Regions from separate parts of the Mus musculus genome. Here all the other regions are linked to region 2. Evidence: chromatin contacts called from public HiChIP or PLAC-seq and Micro-C data. All regions are on one chromosome and are shown on one strand. Each heading gives the region's core, a stretch centred on a gene start, on an enhancer-like site or on the middle of the called end of the contact. The rest is flanking DNA. Distances are from core to core; before and after follow the strand shown.

Region 1 (2,700 bases), core at 47-2,546, 310 kb before region 2:
GGGTCCCCATTATGGGAGATACGTTTACAGCAGAATGAACCATGCATGGTTTGCAGGGAGAGCAAAAGACATGGCTGGTTCTCAGCAAAACACTCAAGCTTAAAATACACATTCTCAATGGAAAGCACTGGTCTATAAATGCCAGCGGCCCGCCTGATAAAATGGCGAGGGTGGTTGAGTAGCTAACTTCTCTCCACCCAGGCAATCACAGGTCTTCGGTGACCCCCAAAGTCCCCCACTGTGTACATAGATACAAGTACAGTTAGTTTGTGGCAGCGAGCACACATACAAAAGGTCACGGGTTTGGGCAAAGTCCATTCGCTCAATGCTAAAGATCTCGGCTTCACATTTTTTATTTTTTATTTTTTATTTTTTTTTTGCAGAAATCAAAAGGTTTCCTCCCAGAGTCCTCTGATTCATGCAGGAAAAAATCTGAGGCACCATGGACCGTCCATTCAACTGAATGCTTACGGTGACTGGCCCTAGAGCCATGTGCCCTTGACAGGGTTCACAGTACAAAAGACAACGTGGTTTTTCATCAGGGACCAAACAACTACACGCGCCCAGTGTCACCTGATACTGTCCACTGCACCGCCATCACAATGAATTTTCCAGAAACTAATACAAAAAATTGCTTCTTTAGACACTCTCTTTGTGCTTAACCTCAATAACCGTCGGGAGATGGCAAATTAACGCAATCCAATTTTTAAATGATGCCGGGGCACATGGTCTTCATCCACCAGGAAGCACATCTGGATCTCCATCACTACTAGCGAATCACCAGAATAAATTCTCGGTTCCTTCGGCGCCGTGCGCGACACAGTAACGTGTTTGGTAATTTCAGATCAGGGCTGCATCCAACGTGGCTTGCTTTTTTTTTTTTTCGTTCACCTTCTCATCCCGTAATGGGCAGATGAACGCCCACACCTCTTTCGCCCAGCAAAGGTGGGTCGAGCTATCTGGAGCCTGTGGCTGGTGACCACAAGGCCTCCGTGCCGGGCTCTAGGGAAGCGGTGTCCTCGCAGCCGACAGCTCCGCGAACTGGCCCTGTGGTTCCACTGCAGAAGGACAATAGCTCATCAAGCCCCACGAAAGCCCCCGGACCCGTCGCGGAGCCTGGGCTGGCGGGGGATGAGGCTGAGCGACTCCTCCTAGAGGTGGTTATGTGGAGAAGGAGCAATCCCTTCTCCCTCCTCCTCCTCCCCCCGCTACTATCCGCGGCCCGGAGAACTGCCGCTTGCCGCCATTGACACGCACAGATACAACCCCAAGAAAGGCAGGGTCCTGCCCAGCACCGGCGGCACGCGGGCCGAACCTGCGGCCGGGATTGGCGCGCACTAGGCCACCGGGCGCCCGGAGCCCGCGGTGCAGCACCAGGTGAGCCCGCCATGCCCATGGCATCATTGTTTCGGGGGGCGCCGGGGGTCTGGAAACAAAACCCTCTTGTCCGGGCAGTGCAGGGGCCGAAGGGAGCCACGGCGCCTCCCCGCTGCAGCCCTGAGGGCGCACCCCGGTCACCGACCCACCTCTGCCACAGAAATTAATAAATCGATCTGCCCAACTTGCTTCCTCGGGAGATAAAAGGGGGGTTTGCCGAAGACGCCGCGCGATGCCCGCCGCTGGCGAGGGGCCGGGGCACCCTGGGCCAAGCAGGGAGGATGCCGAAATGCGGGGTCCCGCGGCCAGGCTGGCGGTGCCGGGAGCCCTGGATGCGGAGCTCGGGGAGCGGGGGAGGGAGGAGGGAGGCGCCCGGGCGCCGAGGGAACCGGGAGGGGGACGCTGGCTCGCAAGGGCCGAGGGCGCGCGACCAGGGCCTCCGGGGTGCCGAGCTGGGCGCGGGGCTGACAATGGAGGAGGACGCAGAGACGCCGGGGCGGCGCGGGCGCGGAGCCGGGATGCTGCGGGAGCCGCGGGCGGAGGAGGACTTGAGGCCGAGCACTCCCCTCGGGTTCCCTTTCCGGGGCGATCGGTGCTTCCACCGGCAAATGGCGGCCCCTGAGCGGCTCGCCCTACCGGTCCCAGCTGCTTAATTTGCGCGGGAAAATAACAAAAATAATAGTAACAATATCAAGAAGAGGGGGATCAAAGTCAAGTCAGGGAAAGGCGGCAGCCGCTGCCGCGGGTAGAAATCAGCCCTGCCTCCCCGGTTGCCAGAGCGCCATCCAGGTGCACCGCTTTCCAGCCCCGCTAGCCTAGGATGGCTCCCCAGAGTGGCTTTCCACGCCTTTCCTCATGGGGGCGCCCTTAGCTCCTGCCCTCTTTGTTCCTCTCAACAATGGCCAAAGGGGCATCGAACCCCACCCCCGCCACCAAACGCCAATTGAACCTCCTTCTTCACGAGTTCAGCATTACTGATGGTGCCTGGGCTTCAAATGAGCCACGGGTGGGCCTGATTTAGGCCTGGCCATTACTGCAGCGTTTGGGCCGTGGTTCTCTTGGGATGAGGAAAGTGGGAAAGGGGCCAGTGAAAAAAACCAAAGAGTGGACGCACTCATTGGGAACTGGGCTCAGGTTGCCCAGACTGGAGCAACTGAAGCAGTTCTCCAGGTGAGCTGGCTTCAGGGGAAATCACAGCAAGAAGCCATACACCCCAGGAGGCCCCAGGCGCGATCAATCCTATGGAGAACAGCAGCCCTGGTTCAGCGTCTGTTTATGTTGAAATAAAACTGTTCAGTGGGGGGTTGGGGGGGAGAGAAAACC
Region 2 (2,700 bases), core at 84-2,583:
AAGCAGAATTCTGGAAAGCTCTCAATGTTGTGGGGCAGCCCCAGTTGTGAGATGGAAACATCACCTTCCTCAATGAAACTGTTAATAAAAATTAACTGAAAAAAAATCACTTCTAAGAAAAGACTCTGCAAGCCATTAAGGGCTTCCTGCATTAAGCCAGGACCAACTATTAGGTCATCAAACAAGGACAGACAGGAAGTTTGCATATAATAAATTGAAGGTGAGTGTGCTATTCTGCTTTGAGGAAGCTATGATTGTGAACACTGTATAATTTCTCTGGCAGATCTGAAACTGATCTCACCTAAATTCCAAACTTGGGGCTGAGGTATTTAAACCTTGACCATGGCAATGACCCAGTCTTTAAGGGTCAGAACTCAACTTCATTATCTGCAGCCCTAAGATCTCTGCAAAGGAGCCACTGCGACACTCCGGCCGCACCAGCTGGTCCTATATTTAGTTACTGTTGTGGTCAACTGGGAACTTTAGAGCCTGGCAGCCGCTCTGCGGGGCAACCGGAGCCTCCGCAGCCATGCGCACGATCTGCCCCACCGCTGGCTCCGCTGGCTCCAGACAGACTTCGGGACCCTGCTGAAGCCAAGAGCTGATGTGGCGAGGTAAGGGGCACAATGCTAATCACACCCCAACAGTCCCAAAGGTCCACTCGAGACCAGAGCAGAGATGACCCACTTTCTCACCCAGGGGAAAGAGCCCGCTGGGGCAATGAGCTGGACACGTTGGCGCCTGGTTTCGCAGCTCAGCTTTAGAGTTGGGGAGCCCCGCGTGAGCATCCTTAGACTGTACCGACAGTACACAGTGGCCAAGGACAGGATCCCTGGACCCCATTCTCACAGCCAGTGGCTGCTCGTCTCCAGCCTCGCGCTGGCCTGGCAGACAGGAACTGGGACAAATGGAGCAAGCAGAGGGGGGACGCTGGTGATCGCAGAGGCCGGGGGCGTCCCACGCTGCCAGGGGCGGAGAGGCACACTCCCAAGTGACATGCGCAGCTGCCTCTCCCGATGGGCAAGGGCGTCTCACTGGGGAGACGGAAGCCGGGCTGTCCGAGAGCTCTAACCACGAGCCTCCCACTACCGCAAGCGATAGTCCATGACCTCTGGGCACCGCCCGAGCCATGACTCGGTGCTACCAGGTGTGCTGGGGGAGGGGAAGGGACACGGCCAAGCCCAGTGCTTTCCCTTCTGCCCCTGCCACGCTCGGCCTCTGGCCACCGTTATTCAGCGCGGCGCGAAGCCTGTGGGCCGCTGGAGGCAGCACTTACGGCGACAATGCGTCCTAGAGCCCAGCGCCCAGCACTCACGCTCCCGCGGCGACCGACGGCACCCGGTGCAAGTTCTGAGCCCGAGGGGCGGAGCCAAAGGGGCAGGGAGCTCAGCGCGCACGGCCGCTCAGCCAATAGTGACACCAGGATACGACCCAGGGCGGGGAGGGGCCAGCGCTCCGCCCGCGCGCACCAATCAGCGCGCAACTCCTCCTGCGCGCTCGGGAACCAAGGGAGGAACCGCTTTGTGTGGAGTCGGCAAAGCCAGCGCGCTAGGGGCGGGGCCCTGCATCTTCTTGTGTAGGATGCTTCTCCAGGCTGGATTTTATTTTGTTTTTAATTCCACGGATGAGCCGGGTTCAGCAGATCGGGGAACTTTGGAAAACGCAAAGAAACGCTAATTGAAGCCGCACTGTAACTTCATCTCTTCAGACTAAAGTAAACATGGAACTAAAGTCTACCTGCTTCACGGGTCGCTGTGAGAACTGATGAAGGGACTGTGGAGTCCAGCGCTGCTGCGACGCAAAAACACAACTCTCACCTCAAAGGGGATCAGAGATGGCTTATCCTAGAGCCAAATAGGAGCGACCCTAGCCCGGGAACACAAATACAGGTTATTCCATGTCCCAACATGGTAACAGTTTGATAAAAATTGTGAATTATTTTGTGCTTTTTTTTTTTTTTTTTAGTTATTTTATGCGTGTTTGCCCGCGTGTGTATTTGTGCACCACCTATGTGTCTGGTGTCCTCAGAGGCCAAAAGAGGGGTCAAATCTCCTGGGATTGGAGTTGCAAACAGCTATGAACCATCCTGTACATGATTGGACAACCCTTGCAAAGGAACGGTGTAGCTGTCTCTCCAGCCTCTTAATGAAGAACAAAGAAAAACGTAAAAACAAGGCACTTTTCAATTGTATTGGTGAGGATATCAGGTAAACAGGCTACAGCAAAGGAGAAAAAGATCTCAGCTATAGGCCCCAGATGCTAGCCTGAGAGCATTCTTAGCCCTTTGGTTGATCGGAAACTAGAGATCTGTTCTTGCACTCTGACTTACTGGATAGTTACAAAGATGTTAAGCCAAGTAGAGGGCAGAGCAATCAGTAGTTGTTAAAGGACATAAAGATGCCACAAAATGCCAGTCTGGCTCTGGACCTGCAACATTTTAACCCTTTTGTGTCACTAAATTTCTAGTCAGTAAATCAGACTAGCAAAAGATGCTGCTGTTCTTTTGAGTAATTTGTATTCACGGCTGCCAGACTAGCCACCAGGACCACAGCTTCTAAAATGTAGCCACTTCACAGATCTCCTGTTGTGTAACAGTTTCCAAAAACACTGCTTCCTGTAGGAAGCTCCTTAAGCAATAAGCACTTAAAATAGCTTTGGGAACCTCCTTAAAGAGGAAGGTAAACAAACTCAAATTAGCTT
Region 3 (2,721 bases), core at 8-2,507, 390 kb after region 2:
GAGAATCACCCAGGGATACAGTGTTCAACTGACAAGGACTCAAATTTGGCTTGGGGAGCAGGAGGAAGGTGAACTGTGTCCTGCAAGCCACCCATCGTTTCCATACCCTGGGGTGGGTATCGAAATGGCCCTTTGGCTTCATGAGTGAAGGGATGAGACCCACTCCTTAGACCAAGAGATGCCAGTGGAAATACTTCAGTAGCAAGGTTATCAAGTGAAAGTCAGCTTCATTAAAAAAAAAAAAAAAAACAAAAAACCAACACTTCCTAGAACAAGAACATCTGTGACAGTTCTCAGGCCAGCAGTGGGGCCTACAGAACCAACACCAGTGTGTGTGTGCTCTCAGAAACAAGGGGCTCCAGCTCAGTGCAGAGATCTGCTCTGTGGTTAATGAAGGGGGTGGGGGACTTCCAGCATTGACCCTTCAGTGGGTGATAAGCGGGACACTTGTAACCAGGCAGCCAGGTATCAACAGGGCTCCACTCTTTAGAATTTTCCAGAACCAACTTTCAGGCTGACAATGCTCTGAACTCAGGTCAGAGGGGTAAGGGCCTTATTTGCTTAGGGAAGCTCTGTCAGCTTGTTAGTGTGGGCTGAGCGATTACTGATTATCCAAGCCTGTGGTGTCTTTGGGCCCAATGACTCTTCCCAGGCCTCAGCTGCCAAAACACCCTCCTATCCCTGATCGAGTACAGAGAACCCGAACCACGCTATTTGGTAAGGGTTGCAGGGAGGTCTAGGGGCTCCTTTCCTAGGGACCTACCTAAGATCCTGACCCACCACCACGCCAAGGTGGGACACAGCACCCTATCTAGGTGTTAGGGCGGGGCTTAAGGCCAGGGACAGCACTGGGTGCAGAGAGAACTGAACACCACCCCCACCCCCACCCCAATCTGGCAAGCCTGTAGGGCCAGGCAGCGCCACGGAGACTTGCCTTGCTGCCACACCCCGCCAGCAGACTAGGCCTGGGAGTTGGGACAGGCTAGGTTTCCAGGCCCACCGCCACCGCCCCCAAGGGAGGCCAGGCGACTCTAGCCCGGCTGGATGGCGCTGCAGGAGGCTCAGCGTGGCCCGCGCCCCCAGCATCGGAGCCCTAGTCGTCTCTCCACACCACCCCCCGCCCCCCACTTCCTGGTCTCCTCTCAGGGTCCACCAGACTTCCTGCGCTTACCATGTCCAGTGCGGGAAGCAGGTGGCGGCAGCGAGGGAGAGAGCAGCGGGCAAGCAGCAGGCCACCGCGGGGGCGGGGCAGAGATCCGGTGGCCGCGGGTAATAATTAACATGGGTCCTCCTTGCTCCACGCCCTTGCAATGCTTTCCATGCCCTGTGCTCTGTGAGCATGGCTGCGTGATGGGCTCCAGGGCAAAAGCTTTGACATCTCAGTACCTCTGCTCCCTCTCTGCCAGAGGACTCTGGGCACCAGACTGCCTGACCTATTGTTACAGTAACAACGACAACAAAAGCCACCCAGATAAATGTCACATACACTGGACTGCACATATATAAAGTGCACAGTTTTAACCATCTTAACAGAACAGAAGACTTTTTTAAAAAAGATTTATTTATTATATATAAGTACACTGTAGCTGTCTTCAGACACACCAAAAGAGGGCATCAGATCCTATTACAGATGGTTGTGAACCACCATGTAGTTACTGGGAATTGAACTCAAGACCACTGGAAGAGCAGCCAGTGCTCTTAACCACTGAGCCATCTCTCCAGCCCAATAGAAGATATTCTAAAGGGACTCAACGTATCCCTCCTTTGGGCTATCAGGCTATTGAAACAATGGAACCCAAGAAATCAGAATTTCTTCCAGGAAAGGCATGGTATGAAAAGGAAAAACTAAGGTCTGGTGCCAGCCAGAGAAGAAACTTGTCTACTGGAAAGATTTCACACCATTCTGGCAATTTGCCAGGCCACCTTGTTTAGTAAGGTATTCCTCTTGCCCGCTGTTTAACCTTGAGCCGTAGATTAGGTCCCAGTGGACAGACTTGGAGGCTCATGGACCCCTTCATTTCTCTTCCCAGTAAAGCTGTATTGAGTAAATCACCTTGCTTGCTGTTTTAATCACTGTTTTAATTTTTAAGATTTATTTGTGTGTGTGTGTGTGTGTGTGTGTGTGTGTGTGTGTGCGCGTGCGCATTTGTGTGGGTGCATGGATTTATGTGTACTGTGTGCTGTATGCATGTAGATGCCATGGAGGCCAAAAGGGAACATTGCATCCCCTGGAATTGCACTTAGGTGTTGTTGTGAGCTGCCTCATATGGGTACTGGAGCCAAATTCAGATTCTCTGCGAGAGCAGTAAGCGCTCTGAGCCCTCTCCACAGCACCTCTGCTGTGACTTGTCTCTTTCGTTGGCATATAGAGAGTAGTGGGTGAGCCCTGCTTGTTAGGACTGCCAGGGTCCAGGCTCTGACCCTAATAACTTCAGTGACATGGAGGGACATGTGCTTCTCTTAGGAATCCATCAGCAGGATTAGGAACACCTCTCCCTGTGCCACCAGATAGCCTCTCTCTTCCAGGGCTCCCCCTAAGCCAATGCTCTTCAATTGCTGGCAAGCAGGTTGCATTTTCTAGACATCCCCATGGCCCCATGCATTGAAACCATTTAGTTTATACTTACCTTTGAAGTCCATTCATGTTCTATGTACCATTAGTTGATTCTTTTCTTTCTTTTTTTTTTTTAAAGATTTATTTATGTATAATGAGTGCTCTAT
Region 4 (2,847 bases), core at 274-2,773, 330 kb after region 2:
AATGCCTCTATGAGATTCAGGCTATAGGCAAACCTGTAGGGCATTTTCTTAATTAGGGATTGATGGGGGAGGTCGCAGCCCACTGTGGGTGGTGCTATCCCTGGGTTGGTGGTCCTGGGTTCTATAAGCAAGCCAGCCATGAGGAGCAGGGCAGTAAGCAGCACTCCTTCATGGCCTCTGCATCAGCTCCTGCCTTCAGGTTTTGCCCTGTTTGAGCTCCTGTCCTGACTTCTTTTGTTGATGAACAGTGCTCTGGACGTGTAAGCCAAATAAACCCTTTCTTCCCCATATTTCTTTGGTCATGGTGTTTCATCACAGCAATAGAAACCCTAAAACAGTAAAATCTCAAAGCTCTTCCTTTAAAGACCCAGGTTAGGTGGTTGCTCAGATTAGTCTTGTCTGCAGACACTGGCTGGAAGTGACCAATTGTGTCCAGAATGCAAGGGTTGGGGTGGGGAATAGGGTCTTATTTTGAAGCCCCGGTTGGCTTCAAAATTGCCTCAGGAATTACAGGAACAAACCACCACACCAGGTTCAAGTTAATTATTTCAAGCATTTATTTTTATTTATGTGTAAGCGTGTGTGTGTGTGTGTGTGTGTTTATGGCCTCAGAGGCCAGAAGACAATGTCAGAGTCCATGGACCGGGAGTGGTGTTTGGGAGCCATCTTAAGTGGGTGCTGGGACCCAGCCTCACTGAGCCCTCCCTCCCCAATCACTTCACATAACCAGCTTTTTATGGGTATAATTTCAGTACTTGGGAGCCTAAAGCAGGAAGATTGATTCAAGTTCAAGGCCAGTTTATAGCTTACACGACAGAGTGAGACCCTGTCTCAAACACTAACCAGCCCCTAAACTGTTGAGTGTAGTGGCTGGCAGGAAGATTGTGAGTTCAAAGTTATCCTAAGATACAGGACCAGTTTGGGGCCAGCATGACCTAAGTCAGAACTTGGATCAAAACAAAGAATTGTTAAGAGAGATGTCACCTTAGATTTTTGGAAGGCTGTGATGAGGCGGGAGAAAACCTAGATCAAAGCCTTTGACTGCCCTACAGAAAGACCTCAAAGCCAGTCTCGGCAACTTAGTATAAAAAGCCTGCATCACAAAACAACAACAAACAACAATAGCAACAAAAGACAAACACAAAGAGTAGCCTGAAGAAGTTGTAAACTCACAGGGCCAGCTGCTGGCGAAAGGTGAGACCCCTAGACACCCTATCTGGCTTAGACACAGTCCCTACCCGGCCAGCAGGCGGCGCGCACGCCCACACGGCTCTGGGCGCCCCGAACCTTGGCGCCGAGCCTCTCAACCCTGGCGCCATTACTTAGCCCTGGCCACAAACTCTCGCCTGAGTTCCCCCGACACCACAGCCCGGACCCAGCAGTAGGCGGGCGGAGGGCTGCGGGGCGAGCCGAGCCCAGCGCGGCGTCGGACGTGCGCGCGCCCGACAGCGGCAAGGGCGCGCACGGCCCGGGCTCCTGGAGGCGGGCGGGTACCCCAAGGCCATTTCCGGGAGGGGCGGGGCCGGGGGCGGCGCACCTCCAATCTCTGCGGCGGCGGCGGAAGGGGGAACCCGGGTCCCGTGGCCAGCGAGTGAGTCGCTCGCAGAACCGAGGCGCGTGAGGTGGGCGGCGGCCAGCGGAGCCTCTGCGGGGAAAGAAGGAGCCGGGTCCACAGCCTGAGGAGGTGGAGCTGCCGCGGCGGGCTGGACCCGGCGGGAGCAGTGGGGAGCCGAGAGGAGCTGGAGGGATCCGGGCCCGGGCTGAGGGGAGAGGAGGGAGGCCGAGCTGTGGTTGGGGAGCCGAGAGGGAATTGGGTTGTGGGGAGCTGCGCGGAGGGAACCGGGCTGTGGGGAGCTGCGCTGAGGGAGGCAGGTCTGTGGTTCATGGAGAGCTGGGCTGAGGGGAGCGCGGCTGAGGAAAGCAGGGCCCGAGCTGAGAGGGAGCCGGGCTGAGGGAGAGCTGGGCTGAGGGGAGCGCGGCTGAGGAAAGCGGGGCCCGAGCTGAGAGGGAGCCGGGCTGAGGGAGAGCTGGGCTGAGGGGAGCGGGGCCCGGGCTGAGGGGGAGCAGGGACCGGGCTGAGGGGAGCAAGGGTTCAGGCTGAGAGGGTCCTGGGCTGAGGGGAGCGGGGCCCGAGCTGAGAGGGAGCCGGGCTGAGGGAGAGCCGGGCTGAGGGAAGCGGTGCCCGGGCTGAGGGAAGCAGGGCTCAGGCTGAAAGGGAGTGGGCTGAGAGGAAGCTGAGCTGAGGGGTGCAGGTCCGTGGCACAGGGAGAGGTGGGATGAGGGAAGCGGGGCCCAGACTGAGGGGAGCAGCGCCTGGGCTGAGGGGGAGCCGGGCTGAGAAGGAGCAAACTGAGGGGTGCGGGCCCCAGACTGAGGGGAGCAGGGTCGGGGCTGCGGGGTCGGGGCTGAGGGGAGCGGGGCCCAGGCTGAGGGGAGCAGGGCCCAGGCTGAGAGGGTCCTGGGCTTAAGGGAGTCAGGCTAAGAGGGGGCGGGCTGAGGGGAGCCGGGCCTGGTCTGAGGGGGCTGGGTCCGGGCTGATGGGGAGCCGAGCTGCGGGGTGTGGGTTCCCGACTGCTGTGGGGCGTCGGAGAGACCCAGGCTCGAGTCTGTGGCCGGGGCTGAGTAGTGGCGCCAGGCTACAGGGGCGCGGGGGAAAGGCAGGCCGGGCTGGAGGAGTCCCGGGTCCCGCTGTGCCGAGAGGCGGCGGCGCTGCCGTGGGCCCGGGGAAGGGGCGTGTCCCCGCGTGCACGCCGCGGGCTCCACTGCTCCGGGGTGCCGGGGTCGGCTGGAGCGCTGCCAAAGCCGGCAGGGGGATCCCGCGGAGGGGCAGCGCCGGCCGGGCTGCCG

Evidence for each region. A called contact is a pair of places that touch in the nucleus more often than the background predicts. HiChIP or PLAC-seq counts read pairs in DNA pulled down with a chosen protein or histone mark.
Region 1: an H3K4me3 HiChIP or PLAC-seq map of embryonic stem cells shows a contact between it and region 2, with 14 read pairs. The contact joins the promoter of Macroh2a2 here to the promoter of Lrrc20 in region 2. A contact is called at or near these places in 1 of 15 datasets of contacts at CTCF or cohesin (the NIH/3T3 cell line) and 1 of 115 datasets of contacts at active chromatin or transcription factors (embryonic stem cells).
Region 3: a Micro-C map of embryonic stem cells shows a contact between it and region 2, with 1.7 times the contacts expected there. The contact joins the promoter of Pcbd1 here to the promoter of Lrrc20 in region 2. A contact is called at or near these places in 1 of 484 Hi-C or Micro-C datasets (embryonic stem cells) and 1 of 115 datasets of contacts at active chromatin or transcription factors (pancreatic cancer cells).
Region 4: a contact with region 2 is called in an H3K4me3 HiChIP or PLAC-seq map of bone marrow-derived macrophages, with 5 times the contacts expected there. The contact joins the promoter of Sgpl1 here to the promoter of Lrrc20 in region 2. A contact is called at or near these places in 3 of 484 Hi-C or Micro-C datasets (CD8 T cells, muscle stem cells and regulatory T cells), 2 of 115 datasets of contacts at active chromatin or transcription factors (bone marrow-derived macrophages and pancreatic cancer cells) and 3 of 9 other capture datasets (adipose tissue, liver and macrophages).

Annotation. Positions count from the first base shown.
Region 1 is chr10:61,782,460-61,785,159 of GRCm38.p6, reverse strand. Macroh2a2 (macroH2A.2 histone) reads left to right here and starts at 1,296. Exons shown (of 9, transcript NM_207000.2): 1 at 1,296-1,377. It overlaps Gm2137 (basic proline-rich protein), which reads right to left. Exons shown (of 3, transcript XM_006514419.2): 2 at 1,527-2,009; 3 at 338-1,058. The coding sequence ends at 888.
Region 2 is chr10:61,474,466-61,477,165 of GRCm38.p6, reverse strand. Lrrc20 (leucine rich repeat containing 20) reads right to left here and starts at 1,333. Exons shown (of 5, transcript NM_153542.1): 1 at 1,277-1,333. D830039M14Rik (RIKEN cDNA D830039M14 gene) reads left to right here and starts at 485. Exons shown (of 1, transcript NR_166099.1): 1 at 485-1,939.
Region 3 is chr10:61,087,867-61,090,587 of GRCm38.p6, reverse strand. It overlaps Pcbd1 (pterin 4 alpha carbinolamine dehydratase/dimerization cofactor of hepatocyte nuclear factor 1 alpha (TCF1) 1), which reads right to left and starts at 1,257. Exons shown (of 4, transcript NM_025273.4): 1 at 1,172-1,257. The coding sequence starts at 1,174.
Region 4 is chr10:61,146,360-61,149,206 of GRCm38.p6, reverse strand. Sgpl1 (sphingosine phosphate lyase 1) reads left to right here and starts at 1,523. Exons shown (of 15, transcript NM_009163.4): 1 at 1,523-1,684.